Linked DNA regions of Sus scrofa: region 2 is linked to region 1. Evidence: chromatin contacts called from public HiChIP or PLAC-seq data. All regions are on one chromosome and are shown on one strand. Each heading gives the region's core, a stretch centred on a gene start, on an enhancer-like site or on the middle of the called end of the contact. The rest is flanking DNA. Distances are from core to core; before and after follow the strand shown.

Evidence for each region. HiChIP or PLAC-seq counts read pairs in DNA pulled down with a chosen protein or histone mark.
Region 2: an H3K27ac HiChIP or PLAC-seq map of alveolar macrophages shows a contact between it and region 1. The contact joins two enhancer-like sites. A contact is called at or near these places in 1 of 5 promoter capture datasets (fetal liver) and 1 of 2 datasets of contacts at active chromatin or transcription factors (alveolar macrophages).

Annotation. Positions count from the first base shown.
Region 1 is chr7:9,820,105-9,822,804 of Sscrofa11.1, forward strand. All of the region lies in intron 1 of GFOD1 (glucose-fructose oxidoreductase domain-containing protein 1), which reads right to left. Among named protein-coding and RNA genes, the nearest start is that of GFOD1, 33 kb to the right of the region's middle. Within about 2 kb of position 1,262, at least 18 of the 83 cell types and tissues checked have an H3K27ac peak or open chromatin away from gene starts, as enhancers often do. A contact at or near this core is called in alveolar macrophages, where this site is marked.
Region 2 is chr7:11,341,233-11,343,932 of Sscrofa11.1, forward strand. No RefSeq gene overlaps it. Among named protein-coding and RNA genes, the nearest start is that of JARID2, 16 kb to the right of the region's middle. Within about 2 kb of position 1,264, at least 17 of the 83 cell types and tissues checked have an H3K27ac peak or open chromatin away from gene starts, as enhancers often do. A contact at or near this core is called in alveolar macrophages, where this site is marked.

The sequences.
Region 1 (2,700 bases), core at 12-2,511:
CTTTCAATCCCAAGCGCTTGGACCCCATGACCCATGCTCCCATGCCGTGTTGCCCCTCTTACGGGTCGAACTGGGCTCTCCCCTCCTCCACCAAAGATGCTGATGTCCCAACCCCCGTACCTGTGAAGGTGACTTTCTTTGGGAAGGAGGTCTGTGCAGACCATCAGGCTAAAAGGGGTCACTGCCTGGGTCCTAACCCAACATGACTGCTGTCCTGATACCACCGAGACAGACACACGCCCAGGGAGAGCACCACTCAACAGGAACACAAAGATGGTGGATGCTCTAGAAGCCAAAGAGTGACAAAGATGGCCAGGGGCCCACCAGAAGCTGGAGGGGGGGTGGGGGAGGCCAGGAGCAGATTCTGCCCCCACCCCCACCCCCCACCAGGAACCAGCCCAGCCAGCACCTTGATCTCAGCCTCCCAGGCTCAGGGACCCAGAGGAAATGAATTTCTGCCATTGAAGCAGCTCGGTGTGCGGTTACTTTGATAGGGCAGGCCTGGGAAACTCAGAAGCCCATCAGGCTAATAAAAGAGGCAGCCTGGAGCCAGCAGGGCCAGCGTCTCCTTGTCAGGGATGGTGCTGCAGTGACACAGGAGCTGATAGGGTGACGCGAGGGCGCGGGACACAGGACACTAGTGGGGCTTCTTGCTCACTGGCTCGTCCCCAAATCCTACTTCCTGGCCTTTCAGTGACTACTTCTTTTAAAACCAATGGAAAAGAAACCAAGAAAACAAGAAACCAAGAAAAGACACATTTCCACGCTACCCACTCGCTCCCTAGAGTGACTAACAACCACACGAGCCGCTTCCATGAGCACATGTGCTGTCACGCTCACGTGTCCCCACAAAGCAGGAACTTCCCTCTCCGCTGTGTGAGGCCACTGCTGGGCTCCCCACCTCCCACAGGCCTCGGCTGCTCATGACTCAGAGGTGACAGCTGGGGATGGATGCCAACGCCTGCCAGCCCCTCTGGGAACTGCAAGGCTGGGACAGAGATGGCTCTACTGGGGGCACCAGCGCGGGGGCGGGGGTTTGGGAGAAGAGAGAGGGGCACCTCAGACCTCAGGACCTGGCTTCCTCCCCCCACTGTCACTCACGGCAAACCTCCCCTCTGCTGCCCTGATAGGAAAAACCTCAAGCAGATGATAAGTGCATTTGGTGAGATTTTACACCAGCGGATCTGGTGGCTCCCGCTAAAGTGTAGGGTTGAGTCATCTGAGGTCCTCTGAACTGAGCCTTTGTGCATGTGTGCCCATCACACACACACACACACACACACACACACACACACACACACACGTCCCCGGCTGCTCCTGCCAGGTCCTGGACAGCATCCAAGCGGCACACGCCTCCTTAGGGATGCTGGAAGCTTGGCAATGAGCAGCTGCACCCGAGAGGTGCCTGGCGGGGGGAGGGAGGGGGCTCAGGTTTCTGACCCCATCCGGACTGAGTTTTACCCCCAGCTTAGCTCACTCAGAAGGCCCTATCGCTAAATCACCTTGGTAATTCCAGACGCCCATTGGGGTTCTGTTTCCTGAGAGGGAAGCCAGCCCCACTCACGGACGCCGTGGAAAACCAGAGAATTGGCCCAGGCAGGGAGGCTGCTGTGGGCGGGAAAGCAATTGGGTCCCTGACCTGAATGAGGGGGGTAGAGACGCCCACCATGCAAATGCGTGTTCCTTCTAAAGAGAAAATCCTCCTGAAACCACACCACAGATTGAAAGGGAATCTTCTGAAACTGCAGTGCAGGCGAAGGGGCACCCTCACCCTAAACAGGAGCAAGCCAGGGTCCTGCCCATTGGCTGTGCCCCACCCGGGCCACCGTGCATCCTGCTTGAGCCGAGGATGCCCACACAGAAGAGAGATAAATTCCCCGGCCACATTTGGCTCGGACACCACACAAAGGCCACACAGAGGATGAGAAGGCTCACAGAAGGTCAAACTGCCGTTATCTCCCGCGCTTCTGTGTCTACACCGGCCCACCAGAACCGACTGAAAGGGAGGGGAGATGGCCCATCCCAAGCACCCTCACCCACTGGCCCGGTCAGTCGTGGGGTAACGTCTGCCTGGTCAGCCCTCTGCAGGCAGCAATTCCAAATAGACACCATGGGAGTTTCATGGGACCATTCTCCTAGCGTGACCACTGCAGAAGATCCACACTCTGGAAATGCTGCTGGGCACCATTGTGGCATGGCAGGCCTGAAGGCTGGGACTCTCCTGGTTCAGCCCAGCTCCGTCCCGGGGAAGCCCCCTCACCCCAGAACTGCCTCATCCACGATGGATGTGGGTTTCAGGAGTGGTCCATGTGCACCCACCTGCCTCACAGCAGGACCCCAAAGGGTCGAGAGGGCACGAGGCTTCCTATAGGATGGTTTAGCTTTTAAAAAATGTTAACAAGAATTGTCATGACAGAGTAGGTTTATTCCCCCCCCTTTTTTTTTTTTTTTGCTTTTCAGGGCCACACCTGTGGCATATGGAGATTTCCAGGCCAGGGGTCGAATCAGAGCTACGGCTGCCAGCCTACACCACAGCCACAGCAACTCAGGATCCGAGCTGAGTCTTCAACCTACGCCACAGCCACAGCCACGCCAGATCCTTAACCCACTAAGCAAGGCCAGGGATCGAACCCGCAACCTCATCGTTCTTAGGTTCGGTAACTACTGAGCCTCGACGGGAACTCCCCTGTTCCACTTTTA
Region 2 (2,700 bases), core at 14-2,513, 1.5 Mb after region 1:
CACATGTGTGGCATATGGAGGTTCCCAGGCTAGGGGTGGAATTGGAGCTGCACCTGCCAGCCACAGCCAGAGCCACAGCAAAGTGGGATCCGAGCCATGTCTGTGACCTACGCTGCAGCTCACAGCAACGCCAGATCCTTAACCCACTGATCGAGGCCAGGGATCAAACCCACATCCTAATGGATATTCAGTTGTGCTGGCTGTGCCACCACGGGAATTCCCAGCATTCCTCCTTGATTTCAGAGCAGCTGCCCCCCTACTTCCATGAAATCCCAATTTAATAGAGTTATTCTTTTTTTTTTTTTTTCTTTTTAGGGCCTCACCTGAGGCATATGGAGATTCCCAGGGTAGGGGTGGAATTGGAGCTACAACTGCCGGCCTACACCACAGCCACAGCAATGCCGGATCCTTAACCCACTGAGTGAGTCCAGGGATCAGACCCGCATCCTCATGGTTCCTAGCCAGATTCATTTCGGCTGCACCAGGACGGGAACTCCTTTTATTTTTGCCCTTCAACAAAGCTTCACCCCTGCTAAGGAAGTCGTTCAGGTAGGGTTAGCTTAACTCCACGAAATTCAAGGTAAACGTCTTGTGCTTAATGAGGTCAGTCAGGGACACTGCCTCCAAGGGTGTCAAAGAGGCAGCATGGCTGGTGGATTGAAAGGGTTTGGAGGAGACAGAGCAGTCAGCTGGCCTCCCTCCAAACTGCTTCTTCTCTGGCCCTTGTGGAGAGGAGCCAGGGTCAGCCATTCTGTCTCTCCTTCACCCCACACCACGGACTTTCTCCACTTCAGCGATCAGGAGAATCAGGCTGACCCATTTTCTCCCTGACAGGTAGCCCCAGCCACCAGCTAGGGCAGGGCTCTGAAATAAGTGAGGTAAGTGAAACCTTAGCTACTGTCCCCAGAGAGCAAGAGCTGTTTAGAAAGCTTTTGCTGGAGTTTCCGTTGTGGCACAGTGGAAACAAATCCAGCTAGCATCCATGAGGATGCATGTACGATCCCTGGCCTCACTTCGTGGGTTGAGGATCCAGCGTTGCCATGAGCTGTGGTGTAGGTTGCAGAGGAGGCTCGGATCCCATGTGGCTGTGGCTGTGGCCAGCAGCTGAAGCTGCAATTCAACCCCTAGCCTGGGAACTAACTTCCATAAGCCTTGGGTGTGGCCCTAAAAAGCCAAAAAAAAAAGAAAGAAAAAAAAGGGAAGTTCTAGGAAGCTGAGCCAGGAAGGTCTATGATGACAGACCTAGGATTCTTGCCCAACAGGTCCATCAGGAAGCTCTGATTCTTGAAGTAAGGACTCCAGAGAAAAACAGAGGTCTAGCCAACCAGGTAAAGTCCCCAAGCCTCCCTTCACCTGCCCCTGTGCTGACAAGAACCTCCTCACCTTGGCACCTGGCACTGAAAATCTGGAGCAACTCAATTGTCTATTGATCCCTTAGGTTCTTGAGTCATTTTGGGCCGCAGAGAAAGATGTGCCTCGATCTTGGGCAAGATATAAAACTAGGCTTTTTTTTTTTTTTTTTCTTTTTCTCTCTAAACACCGAAACTAAGTTTTAAGGGAAGAAGAAACAACTATAGAAACCAAACAAAGCAACTCAAGAGAGCAAACAACTGTCCAAAACTGAAACAATTGTCTTTCCCCCACCCCCAGTTTCCCCTCCAAAAACCGGTTTCCCCTCTGAACTTCCCTATTTCTCTCAACAGTCACAGCCTTCTCTGAGCTGCTCGAGCTCAAAAAATTCAAAGGCTGATCCTTTCCGGTCCCTCATCCCACGTCACCACTGGCACCGAGTTTTATCTGTTCTTCCACTCAAAAGCTTTGTGACAGTCCCACCGTCCTGCTCCCTCCACCCCCAGAGTCTGGCCTTTGACCCTTCACCCCTCCGAGTGCCCTGCTAGCACGTTTCCACCTTTTAGTCTCCCATCAGCATGTTGTCTTCAAACTGCCATCCTGGCCACGTCCCACACCCACACCTTCTGAATAAGCCATGATCGCAGGCCTGCCCATCTCTCCAGACTCACCTCTGGTCACTTGCGCGTGTCCACCTTTGCCCAAAGCCAACCAATCTGTAGTTTCTGTACTGACCCGATCCCTGTCGCGTCGGGGCCTCGGCACCTGCTGTTCCTCTGTCTGCTTCTGTACCTGCCTAACTCCACCTCGTCCTCTGGTGTCCCTTCCTCTGGGAAGCCTTCCCTGATAGCCCAGGCTGGAAATGTCCAGCTCTTCTACCGTAGTGTTCCTGGCACTGCATTCGGGGACCCTGTCTCCCATTGCTAGACTGTGAGCTCCTTCCAGGAGAGCGTCTCTCCTCCCTCAAGACCCAGAGAAAGCACCCCATAAAGGGGGCTGAACCCCTGAGCCAACTCCAAGAGCCCCTTCTGAATGTTCTTTGCTTCTCTCTTTCCCCGCCTCCAATGCCTTTGGCAAAATCTCTCAGTCTACCCTGGGTGCCCTGCCCTCAAAAACAAAAGAAAGCACACACTTAAGGGAAAAATTCTTAGTGAAGCTGGCATTCATGGCTCTCTAGGCACCGCTTCCTCTCCATTCTCCACCCCAACCGTCTCCGCATTTCCCAGGCACCTGTGTCTCAGGGCTATTCCCCTGAGGCTCCTGGAATATGTACAGATCTTGCTCCAGGCCACCCAGTCCCCTTTGTTCCAGCCCTCCTCACCCTTTCCCCATTGTTCTGGGCCAGCCCAA